Linked DNA regions of Mus musculus: region 2 is linked to region 1. The links are chromatin contacts, called in public Hi-C maps. All regions are on one chromosome and are shown on one strand. The core of a region is the stretch at or near the end of the contact, and the rest is flanking DNA. Distances in the headings are between cores, read along the strand shown.

What was found. A called contact is a pair of places that touch in the nucleus more often than the background predicts.
Region 2: a contact with region 1 is called in a Hi-C map of uterus, with 3 times the contacts expected there. The contact joins two enhancer-like sites. A contact is called at or near these places in 1 of 484 Hi-C or Micro-C datasets (uterus) and 1 of 115 datasets of contacts at active chromatin or transcription factors (embryonic stem cells).

Annotation. Positions count from the first base shown.
Region 1 is chr4:5,335,838-5,339,476 of GRCm38.p6, reverse strand. No RefSeq gene overlaps it. Among named protein-coding and RNA genes, the nearest start is that of 4930423M02Rik, 290 kb to the left of the region's middle. Within about 2 kb of position 1,851, at least 2 of the 459 cell types and tissues checked have an H3K27ac peak or open chromatin away from gene starts, as enhancers often do. A contact at or near this core is called in uterus, where this site is marked.
Region 2 is chr4:5,791,944-5,795,582 of GRCm38.p6, reverse strand. All of the region lies in intron 2 of Fam110b (family with sequence similarity 110, member B), which reads right to left. Among named protein-coding and RNA genes, the nearest start is that of Gm24337, 110 kb to the right of the region's middle. Within about 2 kb of position 1,897, at least 94 of the 459 cell types and tissues checked have an H3K27ac peak or open chromatin away from gene starts, as enhancers often do. A contact at or near this core is called in uterus, where this site is marked.

The DNA.
Region 1 (3,639 bases), core at 602-3,101:
TTTCTTCTTTAGTTGCTCACTGTTCCTGCCAAGCCAAATGCCCAGAATTGTACATGGACTCAAGAATGCGTTCTCTTGTCAGACCAAGGTGAGTTTTCTAAAGTCATGTGTCTACTATTCAGATCCAGGTTTGAGCACCAACATTAGGGTGTTAGAGAAAAAGTAATTTCATTGGTGACAATGTGACTTGAAAAACAAGTATAAATAGAATATCCCTTAGCATTAACATACTACAAGTACAAAATTTCTACACCACAAAACTCTGTTTCCTGCACAAAGTTAACATACATATATCTCAAAACCTGAAAAATTCTGAAATTCAAAGCATATCTTGTCTGACATAGTTCTCAAGGGGTACTCGACAGCATTCTGCCCTTTCCACTTCCTATTTCTTCTTCTCCCGGTCTAATAGATGAATAGAGGTTAAGAAGTATTTTTCTCTATCACATCTCTCAAATTACTTTATATTACTATAGATAATTTCATATGGAAATATACTCTTATCAAATTGGAACACATAATATATATCATTATGATTGTGATTTTGCTGCTTTAAGAAAAAAGTCCAGGAGTGCAGAAACATCCTCTAAGCTACTCGGTCACTGCTTTTCTCATGACACAAGCTCTTTGCTCCTTCATCTTCTTCTCTCATAGCTGGGGAGTTACTTTTCTGGAAACCATGGTGCTTCCAGGAGGTGGTTCCCAATGCCTAGTCCCAGATACAGAAGTTATGAGTAACACAGATCTCCTTCTCAGATATGGGCTGTAGACTGGCATGGCACCACATCAAAGTCAGTACTAAAATAGTGAAATGGTCTCTGATCTGAGAGCAACTAATTCTCCTCTTTTGAGTCCCCACCTGCTCTTCATGAGAAGAAATATCACACCAGGTGATTCACCAAGCCTTGACCAAGGCTTCCCTGAGTCTTTCTTCTGCATTTCCAGATATACTGGATTCTTTGTTCTTGATTCTTCATATCTAGCATAGATATTCTTTTAAGTCAGCAACTGGGGACAGTAATAATAATAAGAACTTACTGATGTCTTCCCCCATGTTCCTGTGATCATGGGAAAATGTTATCTCTTTTATCAGAAAAATAAAACAAACAAATGAACAAACGAACAAACAAAATTGTAAATTTCCACAAATTCTTACTTTGAATTAATGAGGCAAAATAAGATATTTTGCAAACAATGTGAAAAGTGTGGCAGATGTTAGAAATCTTTAGATGAATGGACTTTTCCTCTACACTGCTGAGCTTGGACTCCAAACGACTACTGAAAGTCAGACACACGTAGAACACCATGGTTAATTGTGATTAGTCGTCTTCTATGGGTTTTATTTTTGATGTGCACCTGTGAATGTACACACGTGTATCCATGTATAGGTTAGAGGTCAATGTCAAGTGTATTCATCAATCACACATAGCCTCTTTCTTTTTCAATGAACCCAGAGCTCACCAGTTCAGCTAGACTAGCTGTCCAGCATGTCCCAAGAGTTGGCCAGTCTTAACCTCCCTGGCTTTAGGATTACATAATTATACAGGACTGTTTTACATGGATTATGGCCATTGAACTCACGACCTCAAGATTATATGTTAAACACTCCATTGACTTAGTCATCTCCCCCATCCTCTATGTGTTCTAACTACATGATATGCCTTTTATTCTTTCCATCTTTCACTTCCCTCCCCTTGAGCAAACACCCTTGTCCCCAGTCCAAGAGGATTTGGAGGACTGGCTTCCATCACACAATGATAGGATTTTGTTTATTGTAAGTGAGGAATGGGCAAAGGGAGACACAAAACAGATGAATAGGCAAGAGTATGAATAAACTATCCATGCTGTCAAGGAACAGATGGTGGCTGGAGCTTCTGGCCTAAACAAACCAATCTGTGAGATCTAGAAGGCGATAGTGTTCATGTTTTCCTAAGAAAAAGTTCTAGTGATAGAGTAAAAATGATCTCACCACTGAATTTCTACCATAAAACAAAACAAACAAAACAAAACAAAACAAAACTACTCTTTCATTTATAGTACATCCAACAAATAGTCACTGTGTCATTTTTATTTATTGTAAACACTGGAGGCCTAAGGGTGTCCAAAAGAGCAACAATAGAGACCACTCCCACCTCTCCTTCAGTCTGTGCTCACAAGGTTTTATGATACCTTGTTGAAGAGAAGACTTTAGAGGCAGGCTGGGAAATAGGAGACTATAATGTAGGTGTGTGGTACCCGCCTATGCTAATACCACGCCAGCCTAAGTTTTCCAACAATCAACCAGAGTTTGGATCTGATAGCTCTACCCTGACTTAGATTTTTGGAATAAGTTTTTATTGTGAATTTTTTTTAACTACCTTCACAGATTCTGATCTTCAGAACACAGAATTCTGGAGAAGATAAAGGAAGTAGTGCAAGTGTGCGTGTGCGTGTGTGTGTGAGAGAGAGAGAGAGAGAAAGAGAGAGAAAGAGAGAGAAAGAGAGAGAGAGGGAGAGGGAGAGGGAGAGAGAGAGGGAGGGAGAGAGAGAGAGAGAGAGAGAGAGAGAGAGAGAGAGAGAGAGAGAGAGAGGAAGGAAGAAGAGACAGAACCGTGGGCTTCATTCCCACTAGGAGAGCTCTCTAACACTGGGTAGGACCATGTGGACCAAGGTGGCTGTGGTTGCACAGAATGCACTATGGAGTCAATGCCTGTAGGAAAATCCCATTTAGACTTACTGTATGACTTGGGGGGGAGTTAGTTAACATCTCTGTGGGTTATTATGATAACTAAATGAGTTAATAATCCATGTAGAAAATTTATGACAGGGCCTGGCACACAGTAAATCCTAGAGAATGGCATTTATGATATTGTAACTTATTTACATATAAAGTAGACATGTTTACAATGTCTTGTAAATCAGCCTGTGATTAGATGTGAGTCTTTGACATGAAAATGACCTCAAACACTACAATGAATAACACACTCTCACCTGAACTTCAGGAGTTTTAGCATGAATACAATACAGGTTTTGTCTCCAGATTCTGCATCAGGTTCAGCCAATGTCCTATTGTGAGGGATTTATGACTAGCTGATGATTGGATTGAGTGGAGTGGTATGCTGAGAAACCACTTGGAGGATGGTGAACTGGGTGGGCATTTGATGCTCCAGACACAGGTTTTTATATGGGAGGAGCCCACCTCAAGGCAGTCTCTGCCTTTCATGTCAGTGAGGAAGACTAGAAATGGTACATTGCTAATTTCTTTCAAAATATCTCTGCTATTCCATGCTGCGATCAGCTAGGGCCTTATGACCCACTCACTGGAGATGAGGTGCTCTTTCCAGCCTCCACTAAAGCCTTTATCAGCAAGTCTGACTGGTTTTGTTTGTTTTGTTTGTTGTTTTTGTTTTTTGATCCACAGAAGTGACAGTCCTGAGTCCTAAGAGCTGAGATATTACTGTCTCTGGGTTCCCTTGGTATTGGGTCCTTGTTCTCTACTTCTGGCTAGCAAGCTCAGAGGTGTTTGTAGCCATGGGAAGATCAGCACCCAGGACATCTTGGGTTCATCTGGCCTATGGAAGCACCTTTGTACTCTTACAAGGAGTTGAAAACTGAGGAAGCTGTCATTCCCTGGTTCTTTGTAGCTCTCATGTTGGTGAT
Region 2 (3,639 bases), core at 648-3,147, 460 kb before region 1:
ATTTTTTCTTTCCATTTCAAGGTCTTCCCTTCCTTCTGGGCCATTCTCATTTCTGTAATAATTTTTAAATAGTAATGAGAGAATACCCAAATAATCAAAAGGCATTGTGGGAAGACTCCAAGGAAAGGGAAAAGCTACTGACATGTTTGGTAGTCAAGGATATTAACAGTCATACTTGATGCCTGCTATGTCCAGTAGCTGGACGTAATGTGGTGGTGTAGGTTGCTCTCACTTAATCCACGGCATCTGCTCCACTATTTCACATGGGGAGCTGTTGTCAGGGCACAGCTGTACAAGCCAGGAGAGATAATCTGAACTGTACGGTATAGATGATCCAGGAGGTGCCCCGGAGCTGTTATCTCAATGTCACAGACAAAGTAACCATGCAGTCCTCCAGGGAATGCTGTAGAGCACAAGACCCTGACATCTGGCACAGGCTCTCTAGTGTGGCTGGGATTAATCACAGCAGTGAGGCCAACTGCTGGGCTCGGACTGGGGAGCTGAGCTTTTTTTAGGGAAAGGAAAAATTGATCTCGCTCTCATAATGTTCCATAAATAAAAGCAACTATAAAGTCTTGCTTTGTTTTTCTTTCCCTTTGGTGGTGGGGACAGAATCCCAGGCTTGCTCATGCAGTAGCACAGCCTTTATCACTGGCCATACCCCAAGCAGGGCTTACTCTCAGACTCAGGGCGCATGGCTGAGGAGGCAGAACCTGACGGACAACCTGACAAAGGGAGAGACTTCCCCTCAGATCATGCTGGCTCCATTCTATACCTGAAGGATAAAAAGACCAGGATAAAGAACGATGGTTGAGTTATACAGCAAAATAGCTGGGTATATCAGGGCAGATGTAAGCTCCAAAGCTATTGTGGGTGTAAGTGCCATGATGTTTGATGGAGTTCTGGGCTGGATGGAGGCTTCCTGGTCACTGGCGCTGTACTAGTCTCAAGAATAATACATGAGAATGCCAAGTGGGATTCAGGAGATTTCCATGAAGGCCCACATTCTCCATTTCTTGTTAGATCCTAAGAGATGCTATTGTATTAGAGTAGCGAGGAGGGAGGAGAGGAGGCCCAAGTCTGGCTTCATGTGTAAACTACAGAACTCACATTACAACATCACAGGAATGGCTAAAGCCACCTCAGATTTTTAAAACAAGTGTTTTGCATCCTTCTAATTTCTTCTTTATCAGCCACTCATGGGGTTATTTAGGTAAAGCCCTGTCAAAATGATATGATATATTAGGGAACATTTAGAACCTTGAGGGGTTAGGGCCAGAAAATATCCTCTATGCACATAGTTCATCTGAAAATGTCCTCTAGTCAGTACTCCTGTAGCTAGGCAAGGCATGCCTAGCTCTGCTCCTGGGCAGCTGGGCTGCTGAGGGGAGAGTGCCCGACTTGAACAAGAAGCCCCAGTTCAGGGCTGCCCAGGAACACGTCTCTCTGTTGCTTAGGAGCAAATCCAGAATTCTGCATAACAGTCTGTCTCATGAAACTCTGTAAGCCAAGCCTGCTCGATTGAGTCGTTTCTTCTCCTTTACTCCATGCTTTTGGTAAATAAAAGAGGAGCACCCTCCAAACTGTAAGTAGGAAAGAAAGCCACTAGAGTCAGAGCACAGTCTGTGGGAACTGAACACACCCACAGAGGTTTCCAAGTGTGAAAGTGGGTCACTCTCCTGGGCACTGCGGCGGTGTAAGTCCGGGAGCAATGCTTCAAAGAGCATGCCTGGCTAATTCCACTCAAAGTCTGCGGAACAGCTCAGTCTTGATTTGCTTATGCATAGAAGCAAACATGTTGGTCTGGTGAGCTGGAAATGCCCTGCTCATTCAAGGGAGTACACAGCAGGCAAGTGCAGCTGCCGGGCCTCTGAACCAGGATTGCAGATCTAATTCTTTGGGTCTCTCCACCTCTGCGCACACATGATCCAGTGTGTGTGTTACTGAACTCTGCCATGTGGCCTCTGGTCTAGTGCCCCTGCTTTTACTTTACAGGTTGGCTCTGGCAAGGTTTGTCTCTTTCTTTCTTTCTTTCTTTCTTTCTTTCTTTCTTTCTTTCTTTCTTTCTTTCTTTCTTTCTTTCTTTCTTTCAACTTATGACTTTAAGCATAAAATTGCAACATGATTAGGAGCAATCCCAATATCTACATCCTAGAATTTTCTTTTCTGAAAACACAGTCATATCATTTTCATGCGCCCTTCTGAATCCTTTTCCAATGCAAGGAATGCACTCAAAGTGTGAGCACTCACTAAAGTATGCACTGTGTGCAGCCTAGTGATTTTTATCTAATGACTGGGCAGTTATGAGTAAGCTGTCAGGCAGAAAAGCCACAGACAATGCAGGGAAATTCAGGCCCATCTGCTGAAGAGTAGTTAAGTAATGTGGTGGGAATGTCGTCAGCCTAGCAACAACAGTCAACTAACTTGAAAGACACTGATGGCCAATGAGCATGACAGGGGACAAAGGGACAAGACTGCTAGTAGGAGAGACAGAAGGACATTGGATTTTATAGACAGCAATGAGAGGCCAGGAAGAGAAGTGAAGCTATAATAACATGGTCACAGTTTTACCTTTAAAACAAAAATTCCCTGCCAATTTGGGGCCAGGTTAAAGACTTGTTGTTAGGTTTCAAACCCAGGACAGGCTGAGGTGCATCTCTTGGTCCCATACTGCATCCTCCAGCAGAAGGGACTGGGCTGCTCTTCCCCCACAGTCTCTTCTCTATATAATCCAGATGTTTTTGGCTATTCACCCCTTTCGTACCTTTGGTCTCCTGGCTGCTGCACCTTCTACCCCTCTCTCCCCTCTTTCTTCACCTCTCCCTCTTCCCACATGGCTCAAGGTCATGTCCACTCTGAACTCTCGATGTCTCTGCCTGTGCTATGCTCTCCCACATATGTGTAATAAGCTTTTCTCCTCTGCCATACCTAGGAGCAGCCATGTCCATTTCCTTTCCTTTTCTTTGTCTATTAACTTACTAAACACAACTACAGAAGAAACAGCTGGAAAATGAAGTTGAAAACGCAGATGACTAATATCCACTTCAACTTTCAACAAGTTCTCTAAACTAAAACTGGAATGTTTTCCATGCTCAGCCTTCCACTGAAGCAGATTTTAATGTGCCTGTCTCCTGTCCCTGTCACAGGTCTTTTTCCCTTAATAGTCTCTTGTCCCACCCAGTTGGTTCTATCAAGGCTGAGTACAAAATTGTTCCAGTCTGTTTTCCTGTTACCATCTCCCAAAGAATACAGTGTAACTATTTACACAACATTTTCCTCTATCTGTCTGTATTACTTTTCTATTACTGTGACAAAATACTTGACAGAAACAATTTAGAAAGGGGAAAAGTTTTATCTTGGCTCTCAGTTTTTGAAGGTTTTAGTTCATTATATTGGGGGAGGCATGGTAGAGCAGCCTACCCAATCAGTGATGGGAGAAGCATATTATAGAGGCTGTTCACATGGCAACAGACCAGGAAGCAGAAAAGATGCTAGCACCAGGGCATGGGTATGACCCTCAAAGGCCTATCCATAGTGATCCACTTCAGTTAGTCAGGCCCAACCTCTTAAATGTCCTACAATTTACCCAAACAGCACTACTAGCTGAGGAACATATGTCAAAAAACCCAGTCCTGTGTG